Regions from separate parts of the Mus musculus genome. Here all the other regions are linked to region 1. Evidence: chromatin contacts called from public promoter capture Hi-C data. All regions are on one chromosome and are shown on one strand. The core of a region is the stretch at or near the end of the contact, and the rest is flanking DNA. Distances in the headings are between cores, read along the strand shown.

What was found. Promoter capture Hi-C pulls out the DNA fragments that hold promoters and counts their contacts.
Region 2: a promoter capture Hi-C map of pre-B cells shows a contact between it and region 1, with 6 times the contacts expected there. The contact joins the promoter of A230056P14Rik here to the promoter of Nsmce3 in region 1. A contact is called at or near these places in 1 of 39 promoter capture datasets (pre-B cells) and 1 of 484 Hi-C or Micro-C datasets (pre-B cells).
Region 3: a promoter capture Hi-C map of pre-B cells shows a contact between it and region 1, with 4 times the contacts expected there. The contact joins the promoter of Ube3a here to the promoter of Nsmce3 in region 1. A contact is called at or near these places in 3 of 39 promoter capture datasets (cranial neural crest, liver and pre-B cells).

Annotation. Positions count from the first base shown.
Region 1 is chr7:64,870,314-64,875,220 of GRCm38.p6, reverse strand. Nsmce3 (NSE3 homolog, SMC5-SMC6 complex component) reads left to right here and starts at 2,181. Exons shown (of 1, transcript NM_023239.5): 1 at 2,181-3,539. The coding sequence starts at 2,303. The coding sequence ends at 3,142. All of the region lies in intron 2 of Fam189a1 (family with sequence similarity 189, member A1), which reads left to right.
Region 2 is chr7:55,960,329-55,965,235 of GRCm38.p6, reverse strand. It overlaps A230056P14Rik (RIKEN cDNA A230056P14 gene), which reads right to left and starts at 2,705. Exons shown (of 6, transcript NR_015495.2): 1 at 2,564-2,705. Nipa2 (non imprinted in Prader-Willi/Angelman syndrome 2 homolog (human)) reads left to right here and starts at 2,743. Exons shown (of 7, transcript NM_001256130.1): 1 at 2,743-3,036; 2 at 3,664-3,784.
Region 3 is chr7:59,226,138-59,231,044 of GRCm38.p6, reverse strand. It overlaps Ube3a (ubiquitin protein ligase E3A), which reads right to left and starts at 2,295. Exons shown (of 11, transcript NM_001033962.2): 1 at 1,774-2,295.

The DNA.
Region 1 (4,907 bases), core at 932-3,431:
GCTGTCTGTGTGGGGGGTGCTGCTAAAAGATGCTGTGGTTTCTAGTCTTGGGTGCTAGCCTAGCTTCTGGAGTCGCATGGTTCTCTGTGAAGAAATTAACACAGAAAATACTGAAACGCAGCCTGATGGCTGACAGCAGCTCTCATCTTATTTTCCTTTTCTCTCTTATCTCTTGGCTGCTGAAATTGTTTGGCTCAAGGCACAACTGATCCTTCTGGAGGGACCTTTTTGCAGATTTTTTAGATCGCAGGAGGCTTTGATGAACTTAAATACAGAATTCAGTATGCAGGGAAACTGAAGCAGATGAATGGAAGAGTGTCATGATGCTGTGTTTTATTTAGTTGGTCTCGGTCCATTTTGTGTTGCTGTAAAATAATGCACAGAGTGAGTAAACTGGAAATAGGAGAATTGTCCTCCACTCGTGACTCTGAAGGGTGGGAGGACTAGGGGCCAGGTACCACATCTGTGGAGCATCACTGTGTCGTGAGAGGTTTAGAGAGTACAATGGCAAAATTGATTTAATCTTAACTCATTACAGAGAACATGGCATTCATTCACTCATGAGGACAAAGCCCTCTTCAGTGGGGGGATTACATTTCCAACATGCAAGCTTTAAAGGACACATTCAAACTGTTGCAGCCTCTGCCATTGCGACCAACCTTTGATGATGTCTTCGTAGACCCTGTATGGAATAGAAAGTTACTGCTCAAAGCTCACTAGATTTCAGAACACTTGAATCACAACATGGGGTGGGATTTTATATTAGCATTGCAGGTCCCATTATCAGAGTGCATTTTCATATTGAATTATAAACAAAAATTTTATGCTGCTTACATTTAATGAAATTTTAATAAGGCCATGTTTTGGTGTTATTATTCAAATAATGTGATCTGAATTGCTTTCCTCTGAATATATTTGCATTAAGGAGGAAATCAATTTGAGTTCGTTCTCTGAATAGTTTACCTATTTTCTTGGTAGCTTTAAAAAAGAGAGAGGAAAACTCAGTTCCGTTGTCAGTAAATGGAGAAGAAACCCATTTGCTGAGATCCACAGCAGTAATAGCAACAGACTGCTGATGGTTTGAGTTAATGAAATGACTCATTTTGTCTATTAGAGTTGCACAATTTAAACCATCTACAAGCCACACACACCACAAATTATAAAGGATGATAGCTCTTCTCTTTCTTATTGAGATTTTAAAGCTTATATATTAAGAGAGAGAATTAAGAAATTCACATTATTGCTACTCCCAATCATTGGTAACCTAAATTAAATGGTAATCTCTGGAGAGAGCAAGTGCCTCTGGGGTTAGCATTCCTCTAACATGTTTCTGCTAAAATTGTGGATGTGGGTCCGCGGCAGTTTTCCCAAACATGTCTTCCAAAAGGTCAGTCCACATTACCAAACTAAGTCACGTTATTGGCAGTGCTTACGTGGTTTCTCATGGTCATCTAACTGAAATTCAATGAAGAGAATGTGAACCTGAAAATTGCAGAAGTCTTGCTTTTAAGAATAACTTCCCTTACAGACTCAAGGGATTGTACAGAAATTAACTGGCCAGGTGGGAATGAACTCTGCCAAGGACAGATACCGGGACAGGGTCCCCTAGTCTGTCATGTCCCGCATTTGGTGCACAAGTCAACACTTTTTTTTATTTGGGGGGGGGGGGGGGTTCGAAACAGGTTTTTTCTGTGTAGCCCTAGCTGCACCGGAACTCACTCTGTAGACCAGGCTGGCCTCGAACCCAGAGACCTGCCTGCCGCTGCCTCCCAAGTGCTGGGAGTAAAGGCGTGCGCCACCACTGCCCGGTAACTCTTTTTTTTTTTTTCTTGACTTTCCAGATCTTTTCCTCCTCTCCCTTTATTTTCCCACCCGCACACATTTATCCTTTGTGTTCCATAGACAAACTTTGTAGCTTAAAAACTAACCAAAAACTATTAGACGTGTCTAAACAGGTGTGCCCTAGAACTCAACCGCACACTTGCCGAGAAGTTTTGGTTCTTGTTTTCTATTTATATGAGCTCATAAACACCATTCAATTCTCATTAAAACTGGGGATAAAGCCCAGGAGGAGCTGCTGCCAGCGCCGAGGCCCTCCGCATGCGCAGTAGCTATGAAGAGTCCCCGCCCCCGCAGGCTGGCTCCCAGTCGTATCGCTCCGCCTCCCGGACGCAGCGCGCCGGCGACGTGACGTCACGCGCGCGCCGCAGCTTCTCTCCCAGCCTCTGGGGCGCGCTCGCTCGGCGGAGTCTTCTGGCGGTTGCTGCTCCCGATCGCGGCCTGCTCTCCGCCGACCGGGGACATGTTGCAGAAGCCGAGGGGCCGCGGTCGGCCCAGCACGCAGGCTGACCCGGAGCGGGACTGGGGAGGCGCTGGCGAGGAAGGACCCAGCACGTCCCGCGCCGCGGGCGGCTCCTCCCAGGGCTCCCGCGCTTCCCTGTCGGCCCCGACCGTGGGGCCGCGCACTCAGAAGCAGCTGGAGCTGAAGGTGGCCGAGCTGGTGCAGTTCCTGCTGATCAAGGACCAGAAGAAGATCCCGATCAAGCGGACGGACATCCTGAAGCACGTGGTGGGCGACTACCGGGACGTGTACCCCAACCTTCTGAAGCTGGCCGCCGAGCGCCTGCAATACGTGTTCGGGTACAAGCTGGTGGAGCTGGAGCCCAAGAGCCACAGCTACATCCTCATCAACATGCTGGAGCCGGTGGAGGCGGATGCGGAGATGAGGGGCGATCAGGGTACCCCCATCTCGGGCCTGCTTATGATAGTCCTGGGGCTTATCTTCATGAAAGGCAACACCATCACCGAGACTGAGGTCTGGGACTTCCTGCGACGGCTCGGAGTGTACCCCACTAAGAAACACTTAATTTTTGGCGACCCAAAGAAACTCATTACCGAAGACTTTGTGCGGCAGCGCTACTTGGAGTACCGGAGGATACCCCACACCGATCCTGTGGACTATGAATTACAGTGGGGCCCGCGAACCAACCTGGAAACCAGCAAGATGAAAGTTCTTAAGTTTGTGGCCAAAGTCCATAACCAGGACCCCAAAGACTGGCCCACACAATACTGCGAGGCTTTGGCAGATGAGGAGAGTAGGGCTAGACCTGCAACTGCTAGTGCCCCAGCCACATCCTCTTGAACTCTTTGAGTTATGGTCTGAGGGACTCTGGAGATCCAGTATAAAAGAACAGGGGGAATGGGGGTCGGAGGAAGCTTGATTCTGCTACGCATAAAGGCCTTGGAGCGTTAGGATGTGTTGCAGGGTTTTTTGTTTGATTTTTTTATTATTATTATTATGGTTTGGAGCTTTAAATTTTCATTTAATTGTCTTTTTGTTTATAAAGAGTTTTCTAACTTTCTAAACCTAAATGAAATTGTATGATGCCAAACATATTCAAGAAGGAACACTTTGGTAAATTGCTTTGATGTTCTAGACGATAAAGAAACAGGGTAGCTATTATCTTAATGACTAGTTCCTGGGGAAAAATAAAAGTCTTTTTAAAATTGAAAATAAAATTGTTTTAGCTTCTTGTCAACACAGCTTTAAATATACATATTCTGTTGGGTGTGAGCACTTGTGGTCCCACGAAATCTATGTGATGTGTTTTCTAGCATTTTTATATTCATAATCATAATTCTGTTGTCCTATGGGTTCTACTTAAGATTCTTTTCTAGTATAACAAATACTATACTTTTGAGTCAGTTCACCATTATTATTATTATTGTTTCCCTGTTAGAAATTGCGGCTAAAAAGGAAATGTCATGATTCCAGACTTTTTTTTTTTTTCCATGATAAGCTAAGTCAATGGTGTTGCAGAAGTGTGTGAATGTGTATTAGAGCAAGTTGTAAAAATCGTTAGGTCTCCGGTTTATAAAACAGTGTCGTGTCGTATCGATTAACCAGGCCTGATTGGGAACCACACTGCCCAAGTGCAGATCCTGTTCCACCAGAAGAATTTAGCTTGTGTATCTGTAGAATCAAGTGTGCCCTTAAGGTGAATAAATAGGAAACGAGATAAAGCTGAGCAAAGCCCTGGTGTGGAAGAATAGTTCTTTAGAAGAACTCAGGGTGATGTCTGGTGCGGACAGACCAGTGTGAACAAGGCTACCACAAGATGAGGGGCACTTTATGTTGCTATAGGTGAGTCAGGAAACAAGTTCACAGATTCCTTGGAGTTCTTCATAGTATCTGGCCAAACACTGGGCACAGGCAGTAAGTACTGTTGTTCTGAGAAGAGTTGCAAGTTCGTCATCAGAAGAACAAACAGGGTGGCAGTGAGGACAGGTGACTTTAATCAGCCCTGAACTAGAGGCCAACTAGAGGAGTCTGTGGTAGCTACGAGGTCTGAAGGGACGAGAGGGGCTACTGACTGTTGGCTTGTGTTGCAGTAGTGTCCTAGGATGCTTTCTCCAGCTGTGACATACCATGACCACAGGCAGCTTGGAAGGTAAGGGTTTTATTTCAGTTGTAGTCCATCACTGAGGAATCCTGGAGGCTGGAAATAAAGTAGAGGCTATGAAGGAACACTGCTAACTGGCTTGCCCAGCCTGCTTAAACAGCTCAGGACCACTTGCCCCAGGGATAGCATTATCTACAGTGAACTGGGCCCTCCCACATCAAAAATCGATCAAGAAAGTGTTCCACCTGGTGGAAGCATGTTCTCAATTGAGGGTCTTTCTTTCCAGATGACCCCAGTTTATGTCAAGTTGACTAAACAGCACGAGGAGATCTGGAAATTTTTAGGCAAGGACTAGTTTATCCTTGAGTCCCCCTTCTTGGTTACTTTTTAGGTTAGTGTATGAGTTACCTTCTGCCCATGGGCTCCTGACCTGAGTCAGCTTTCGGTTGTGCTGTGCTGCTTAAGTTGTCCTCTGTGCCCATTGTCTCAGAACTGTCAGGTACA
Region 2 (4,907 bases), core at 1,456-3,955, 8.9 Mb after region 1:
ATTTAATTGGGGCAGACATGGTGCTAGAGAAGGAGCTAAGAGTACATCTTGATTCAAAGGCACTGAGAAGGGTACTCTCTGTGCACTGGGTGGAGCTTGCATATCTGACCTCAAATACCACCACCACAGTGACACCTACTCCAACAAGGCCACACCTCCTAATAATAGGCCAAGCATATTCAAACCACCACAAGCATATCATGCAGTGTATGTGATGAAAGTCACATCAGGAACAAAACTGAAAACAGTCGTTATGCCAGTTTCCTTTGGGTCCTTGAAACCTGCTTTTCTTGCCCCTCCGTGCCCACACCATCACTTTTTGTCACTATGTGCTACTTCCTAGTCCCTAGATTTTCTTTTCCAAGATTTATTATTATTTATGTGCATTGATGTGTTTGCCTGCATGTTTGTCTGTGCAAGGGTGCCAGATCCTCTGGAACTAGAGTTACACTGGTGAGCTGCCATGTGGGTGCTGGGAATCGAACCCTGGTCTTATGGAAGAGCAGCCAGTGTTCTTACCAGCTGAGCCCTCTCTCCAGCTCCCATTTCCTTTTAATTCTCTTAGCCAGATATTTTATGTACAAGGAGAGGCTGGCTTTCACTTCTCAGAGACTCAGTCATTTTATAGCATCTATCAGTAGTTCACTTCGTTTTATTACTGGCTAGTTTCCCACTCACATTAGGCTATTTGCGATGTGTACAGGTGTGCTTGTTGTCATTGCAAATATAACCGCTGTAGCTATAGAATATTTATTTACAATTTCTCTCATGCTTATATGAATGTTTTCATTTCTTTTTGATAGATAACTTAAACAGTTGGGTCATATGGTTGTAGTATGTTTAGCTTTTTTTTTTTTTTTGAGACACCATCTGTCTATATAGCCCTATCTGTCCTGGAACTTCCTGTGTAGACCAGACTGGGTTGAACTCTGCCTTCTAAGTGCTGGAATTAAAGGTATCTGCTACCATGTTTAACTATATTCAACTTTTGTAGAAGCTGTCAGTCCATTTCCCAAGGTTGTGCTAGTTTAAATTCCATCAGGAACATATGAGAATTACAATATTATTTAACTTTTCTTTTGTTTTGTTTTCCTTTGGAAACAATGTCTCACGCTGTAACCAAGCTTCCCTGAAAATGTGTATGTAGCTCAGGCTAGTCTTCAATTTGTGGCAATCCTGCTGTTTCTGTCTCCTAAGGGCCTACAAAAATTAGATTTTAAAACTTTAAAGGTACCCATGATCACTGCTTGAACAGTCACACAATATTAGATATGGAACATTATGACTTAGAAAAATGATTTGCGCATTTAAGGAGCCCGCAGCATACTAAATAGGCACTCACACACACACACACACATACACACACACACACACCACACTCACTCCACTGTGTGATGTGAGTACTGGCTTGGAGGACCAGATAATGAGTGTGACAGTAGCTAAAGGATTGTAATGATGAAAGCAGATGGATGAGAAGGATCTGTACCTTGGATGTTTAGGACAATGGGGAGGAGGGAGTGAGAAGGAGGAAGGGAAGGGAGAGGGAGGTGCCACAAGATAATTCTCTACCACGGTTAAATTACAATGCTGATCCCACATACGGCACACACCTGTTCAAATGAACCAACCAGTGCCTTTATGATAATCAACAGGTCTTTGGAGATGTCTGTTGCCATCTTTATCAGTTAAGTTATTGCTGCCTATCAATTTAAACCAAAATGAGGTGGCAATCACTTATTCTTTCTTTTAGGCCGATGGGTCAGTGGGGCAGTTTTGCTGATGTGAACCAACCTGACCCTTGCCAGCAATTCTGAGTTAGCCAGGAAGGAAGTCAGTATGGTGGCTTTGTTCCTGGTCTACATTGTACTACATTTGTTCTCCATTATTCCCTCCTGCCCACCAGTCCGGGCTTCTTATCAAGTTTCATTGCATTTTTCTTTGCTCAATACCATTCCCCCAGCCAATGCAGATTCAGGGAGAGTGGAGATGCAGGTACTGTAAAATTTGTGGACACATGGAAAGGTGGAAAAATTGGAGTCATTCTGTATTTACCTGATCATCAAAGTCCCACTTGCATGTCATCTAGAAATTAGCCTACCCTAAAAATTGAGCAAAATAAGTCCTCAAGAGCCAGTTCTAAGACACTTGGGTATCTGGTTGTCAAGTTCACAGCAGAGTAGCTTTTAAATTAGCTACTTAGCCACTCCCTCAATGTTTTAGACCATCACGTCCAAAGCATTAGCATAGGAGATAGGAAAACTACAGTGCTGTTTTTAATGTTTCAATAAATGTATAATTCATTTTACAAGGATCTCCCTCCCAAACACACCCAAACAAATGTTCTTGGAGTAACATATCCTGTAAACAAGGATTTTCAGCAGCCTTCAATGGTCTTTTCAAAGCAAAAGCAGCCGAGAAAAAGCTATTACTTTGTTTCCTGTGCATCTCGTGGAAAAGATCTCTTGTCCAAATCACAAGGTCCTCCTCCACAAGCTTTACTGTCTCTTCCCTGGAAACCTGCCTCCTTGTCCCGCCCACTTCCGCCCTTTGCGGTCAAACCCACCTCCTCCATCCCAAAGGTCCCACGTGAAGACTCCCAGGAAATCGGATTTTAAATAACAGGGCTGGATTTTTGATGAGTAGGTGAGCAAAGATGACCTTAGAAGGTACGGCTCCTCCGGCTCGCTGTCAGGGCGGGGCGAAGAGCCTTGCGGAGGCGGGGCCTGAGCTGTGCCTGCCCAGCGCGCGCGGTTTACGTCACTAGTCTGCGCCCAGGTTTCCCGGCAGGTTCTCGGCGGCTCTTCTGGTGCTGGCCGCGGTGCGGCCGAAGGCTGTCCGAGGTAGGCTCCTCTCGGCTCTCCCATGGAGGAGGCGGCGCTCACTGCAGTCTCGGATGCACGAACTTCCCGCGGGACGTCGCCGGAGACGGTGGCTGTGTGCGCGCAGGAGCGAGCTGCCTGCGTGGGGGTCTGAGCGGGCACCGGGGTCGCGTCCCGGAGGGAGCCGAGTCGCCCGCCGGCCTGCGACGGCCCTAAGGTAGCTACTTCCTGTAAGCGAGCTCCAGGGCGGAGCTGCGGGCTGTGTCGGCCGCCTGAGGTCGGAGAAGGGCCCCGGGGCGACTTGCTTTTTCGCGTGTTCTGGGGTGGACGCAGCTTCCCTGGTGATCCGCAGTGAGTCGGATTGATTGCCATTCAATCCGGCAGAAGTCTGGCTGGTTGGCCCTGTCCGGTCGCGTACTCGTTAAGTTCTGCATATCAGTTTTATTTGCCTTCGTGAGTTTTCAGAAGATGGTTTCGGCTTGCTGTAACGTTTTGAGCTTGCTTGACTCAGTTCCCTGGCACTTAATAGGGTTTACACAAAATGCAGGGTTTGGGGTTCCTGCTTCTTTGATTTCTCTACGATAATGGCAAGGCATTTAGTTTAGGAGTGGTCTTGAGTGCAGTTTCTTTAGATTCTATATCATGTGCCCGTTTGATACCATATTAATTATTTTTAAAGTTAAAAGAGGAAGTCTGAGATTTGACGTTTTTCATTCCAGTAAGCTGTATGTAGAAGCTCTTACAGTACTTACTAAGTGAAAGAACAGGAAGGCCAGTAACTATATATCTAAGTATTTAGTAATTTTCTGTCCTTTCACCTACTTCCATATTTTCTTCTTTCCAGGGTGGAACTACTCTGCCGTGGTTAAATACTTTAAATGGGAATAAAGGATAGCGTTTCCAAGAAAATGAGAATGAATAAATCATCTCTGTTTTTTAAAAGAAAGACCATATTAAACTTACATGTAAGTTAAAATTTTAATTTCTAACAGTATTGCTAAGTTAGATCGGAGATTAGGTTCTGTAGTATTTTTTTGTTTGGTTGTTTGGTTGTTTTTTGTTTTGATTTTTATAGAGACAGGGTTTCTCTGTGTAGTCCTGGCTGTCCTGGAACTCACTCTGTAGACCAGGCTGGCCTCCTCTGCCTCCCTAGTGCTGGGATTAATGGCATGCGCCACCACTGCCCGGAGGTTCCTGCCCACCTCTTGTCTAGCTTGTCTTGTTGAGTCAGTAAACTTTAGGTTGATTGAGAGGCCCCATCAGGAAAAATAAGGTGGAGAATGACTGATAATGTTGTTTTCTTTAGTTTTTCACAGATACGGGAAATACCACTACTAGGTGTGCACACACAAGAAAAATGAGCTAAACCTGAAGCTGAGACTGCTATAAGCTTTAGATAGTAGTAAACATTATGTAGAAGTAGACTTAAGAGCTGAACTTTTACAGCCAGGTATGGTGATACAAGCTTGTAATTCCAGCACTCCGGAGGCTGGGACAGGATGATTTCAAGATCAAGGCCAGCCTGGACTCCATAAGGAGACCCTTCAGTTCTAACATTTTAAGATGATATGGCAGTCAGGATTAGTAGAGCCAATCTCTTTTCTGAGTGATCCTCTCATGAGTGCCTAACATTCTGAGATGTGTTTTCTGTGGCTGTCAAGGAGAAATAACACTATCCTCTGATATTGTTTGAAGTGGTAGCCCTTTGATGTAAGGAAAGCAGTTCTACTGACTTTGAAGCTCTGTGAAGATATAAAATGAGTCACATATGATTAAATAGTACCCAATTTTTTTCTATAGAAAATATAAAAAGCTTTACCTAAATCTGACTTATTTGAGGGCATTTGTTGTGGTAGACACAAGAACTCTGTAGAGCGACATGACATGTGATGGTGGGTTGAAGAGAGACTTGCATCAAAGGATGCAAAGTAACAGGTATATAGAGTAAGTTGTGAGATTTAATGTATAACATGAAGGTTATAGTTAGTAAAAATTGTATTAGAGACTTTAAAACTCCCTACTTGACAAACTAAAGTTCTACATACTTCTTTATTGTAGAACTAAGCACATATCTCAGATTAAAACATT
Region 3 (4,907 bases), core at 1,046-3,545, 5.6 Mb after region 1:
GGGTAAATAGCCGGTCCTGGTGGTATACATTTTTAATCGCAGAACCCTGGAGACAAAGCCAAGAGGAGAGTTAGACGTCATCCAGCGATATACCATAAGACCCTTTCTCAAAAAAAAAAAAAAAAAAGGGTGATGGTGGCTATTTCAGGGATAAAAAAGCCACCTACAAAACCTGCATACAAAAGGAATTTTCTAAACTCAAAGTTAAGCTCCTCAGTTATATGAAGAGCAACATCCAAAGAAGTATGTGTATACCACTTCACAACACACCATGCAAGGTAAATATTGACACAAATTATTTCACAACCTACATTCTGATTTTGAAAACAAAACTACAAGTCATCTCATCTTTATTATGTGCTGTATCTTTCTTAAACGATAGACTGCGAATTGTTGAAGTTCTCATTTTTATTACAGATTCTGATACATGGCTTTTTTGTAAAGCTAAGTATTTATGGATTTACAGTCATCCTTACTTAGGCTTATCAGCAATACAGATGCAGTATCCACTTCCTTAAAAGTGCAGTAAGCAGTCTATTTAAGAGGAGAATTTAATACTAAAGCAATTTCTGTCATACATAACAAGACAAAATTTTCCTTTTATCTCTCCTCAATTCTAAATTTACATAATTTACCAAAAAGATATCTTAAGAGTATTAACTAATCTGAGGTGTGTCAAAAACATTCGTCGTGTCTCTTGTCCAATAGGGCTTTGATATTTAGCTTTTTAACAGCTGTATTTCTTAAAGTTCAGGCCATCTTTATTTCAAACGCACTTCCCTATCCAAAACATTTTAACATAATCTGCTGCTTCTCCCAAAACCATGGGTTATACGAATATCCTTCACGAAGTAAGATAATGGTGGATAACACATCCCATATACTATTTAGTTAACATTTCCAACAGTACACTAGCTATTTAACGCAATCCCAAAGAGATTTTATACTGTTCTATTTTAGCATGCTCAAAAGACATAAAAAAAATTGACGTAAAATTGTCTTTAGAGGATTCTTCTAAAGCTGATAAAGTCTTATTAAAATTATACTTTCTATTTTTAAGGCTAACGCAATTATAGCACATTCAACTCTGATTCTTCCAACAAAAAGCCTCCGCATCAAAATGGGGAAAACGTCCTTTTCATTTTCTCAACTGAAAAGGGGGAGGGGAGAAGAGGAGGAGGCCAACTGCTTACAGGTTTGCATTGAAAATTAACACAGCAGTTTCTGAGGAATCAGTAACTCACGTTCAACTACTGAATCCTACCAGAAGCAGCACACGAATAAAACCAGAGCGCAATCCTTGGGCTTGAGGTGCCGCTTCATCCGTCTTCCTTCCAATCCACCCCCAATACCCCAACCCACTAAGCACACATCTAAATATGTCTTCCCCACCAGAGCGCCCCTTTGGAGGAAAAGGCCTGCCTTTCGCAGCCTGAAGCCACGGCTGGCTCTCCGATCTCTGCTTAGATGAGGCCCCCGATCTCGACGCCCTGCACGTCCGCCCCACCCCGGGCCCACTCGGGTACCCGTGGGTGACAAAACCCTCCCTCCTGCGTCCAGCCAGCACTGACAGTTAAGGCTGCAGCAGCCGCAGCCACCAGGGCCTAGTCCTGGCACCGGCCCCTCCAGACCACGCGCCCCAAGCACTCGCTCACGGAGGCGGGTGAGGGCCCGGCGCCTACCCTGTCAGCGCGGGCCGGAGGGTGACGAGGGGACCGGCGGTACAGACCAGAGGGAGCGCGCCGGGCAGGCCGCAGCCGCAGCAGCACTGACCTGTCCTCGCCCCCGCGCGTGGGCTGCGGCCCTCGCAGCTGCGGCCGCCTCACTGGTCCTTGTCGCCCTCGTCCACCGCCGCCGCCCGCCACCGCCTCGTTCCCTTTCGCTGGCGCCACCGCCGGGTCTCATGCGGGACCCGCGCTTCTCCTCAGGAAACCGAGGCCGAGAGGCCAGGCGCCTGGGCAACCTTGAAGTCGGCGCTGAAGCGCTGCTGTCGCGATCTGTCCACAGTGGGGGGCGAGGGCGGCGAGCAACTCCGAAGAGAAGCAGAAGGAGGCGCCACCGTCAGCGACAGGTCGACGGAAGAGAAGCGTAACGAGGCGGTGAACAGCTGCGTGGCCCGGTGCGCGAGCGAGAGAGCGAGCGCAGGAGGGGCGACGAGGTGCTGGCAAAGACGAAAGGCCCTGTCGTCTCCTGGAGTCACCCAAAGAGGAGCGCCACCATCTTGGGAGAAATACGGATCTCGCGAACGCAGCACTGGACGAGAGGACTAGGTGGGCGGACCGAGTATCCCGACAGGCAGCGCGCGCCAACCCTGCCGGGCGAGGGCTCGGAGTCCGGAGGCGGGATGCGAGGCGGGGTTGCGCGTGCGTGGGATGGCGACGGGCTCTGCCCCGCCCCGATCGCAGCTCTGTGGGGCCCTCCTCTAGCTCGCCTTCGCCTGCGGCGCAGGGGCCTTTGGGAAGGGGAGATGGCCTTGGGCTGGGTGGAAGCTGGCCAGCATCGTCGCCATCTTGAGACTGGGCTGAGAGAGGCTTGGTGTTTTTAGCCTCTGCTCCTTTTACTCAATCTATAGACCAGTGTGCTTCGGTGTACTCGCGAGAGCGGACAGGTCTACCCAGCCTAGCAAAGCCCAGGAGTCAGAGGGACGAATAGGCCAAGAGGGTGTAGCCTACTGGCGGCACGAGGAGGCATAGAAGCGTTTTGTTGCTAGAGCTGACCCTTACGACTTTTCATCCGAACTGTCCGAGTAAAGGATTCAGGCGTTGAGATTGGGCAACCTTTCAGCAAACAAGGCCATCAGCCTCTGCCAGAACATGATATGTCACTGGCTTACCAGACTAGTAGGTAAAAGCCCAGCCCCTCCTGTGTTGTCTTCCAGTAGATGTCAACTGAGAAGAAACCGCCTTGCTTGATCACACGTGGATAGAGACTAATTTTGATTTACAGAACACCCGAACCCTGTTAGAGCCATGTGACTTGTTGGTACCGGAGTGAGGGTTTAACTTAGGTTTGTTGTTAATGATTTTGACACTAAATTATTATAAAGACTAGCTGACATGTTATTTCCTGGCTTGCAACTTAGTAAGCCTTAATCATCTAGTGCTCAAAATGTAACAATCACATGTATTAATGTGCTTTTCTGTTTATTACAGCTCCTATAATGTGTGTGTATGTGTGTGTATATATATATACACATCATATATATATGAAAGATCTCCCCACTATAAAAAATATTTTTATTATTGGTTTTTCAAGACAGATTTCTCTGTGAAGCCCTGGCTGTCCTGGAACCCACTCTGTAGACCAGGCTGGCTTTGAATTCAGAGATTCGCTTTCTGAATGCTGGGATTAAAGGCTTGCAATTTTTTAAAATTAAAAAATAATAGGCGTGTGTGTGTGTAAACTATTACAGGATAAATAATAAGTGCAACTGTTATATCAGATTTTAAGATACTTTAAATTTTTTCTATTCTTTTTTTTTCTCCATCCATTAAAGATCCTCATTTGGAATACCATTGTATTATATGAAAGGGGCCAGTAATAAATGTAACCCTTTAAAGAGTTATCTTTGCAAACTATTTAAATACAAAACCAAAACTGAAAATCATTAGACTGCTAAGAAAAGTAAAGTACATAAACTGTTGCAGCATGTGAAGACGCTTTCAGCTATTCACTCCTAAATAAAAGTCTGAAAATGAAAGGTCATGGTCTAGTCATGTGAATTATCAAAATGTAGCCAGCAGCCCAGACTTCTAAAAAGCTTAAAAGTTTAAAGGAAATACATATCCAAGTGCCAGTCAAGTTCTATATGGAGATCATGGAGAATACTAATTTCTCTTAACAATCTGAAGAAATTATTTACTTAATGTTCAATATGTATTCTTATATGGGCCTCTGATGTTCAGGACTTCATGTATTTTGATTTATCATTTTTAAAATTTAGAAACATTAATGCTAGACATAAAGGTACATGCCTGAAACCCCAACATAGGCAGGAAAATCTTGAGTTCTATGGCAGGCCTCACTATAAAAAGAGACTATCTCAAAGAGAGGTTGAGAAGTCAATATTTATGCTAAAAATTATTACCATGAATGATTCCTGCCAACATATTTGTATACTTTTCATAATATTTTTTCATTTTTCAGACACACTTTCTAGGAAAGGCTACTTGGTATCTAGGTGTGTAATAAGGTCTAAATGAGCCTCAATAGTTTGAAATATTTTCTCATTTCAAATGTAAAAGAACCATGCAACTGTATAAGCATATTCATTCTTTAAACAAGCTTAGTGTCTACTATTTATTTACTCAGAACAACCTGAGCCTTGTAAAACAATACAAGAAAATCTCTGTACATATCTTCAGTAAATCGGTTAAAGAGGAAATCAGGCCTGTAAAAGTTTTTTAGAACCGTTGAGCACTTGTATGGTTTTCTGGGTGTCAACTAATACTTATATGCTACTCCTGAGCTAGGATAAAATGATCAGAAAACGTATAAATCCTCAACACAAAAAAATGGTCGGGAGAAAATGTCCTTAACAGAGCACCAATGCCTCTGGCTCTATGGACAGATCAAATATTGACAAATGAAATCTCATAACATTGAAAAGCTTCTGTAAGGCAAAGGATACTGTCAACAGGACAAAACAGCAACCTACAGATTGGGAAAAGATTTTTACCAACCCTACATCCAAGAAAGGGCTAATAGCCAACAGTATACTTGTATACATAAAATAAATAAATAAGTCTTTTTTAAAAAGGCATCTGGTTAATCAATAATTATGAATATAATACTTCATTTAAAGGCAATGTCTTACTTGACACTGATATATGCAGAATACAAAATTCTATTGCTGAAATGATCTTTTATTTGTTAACTCTTACCACTGCTGCAGAACTCTATTATTA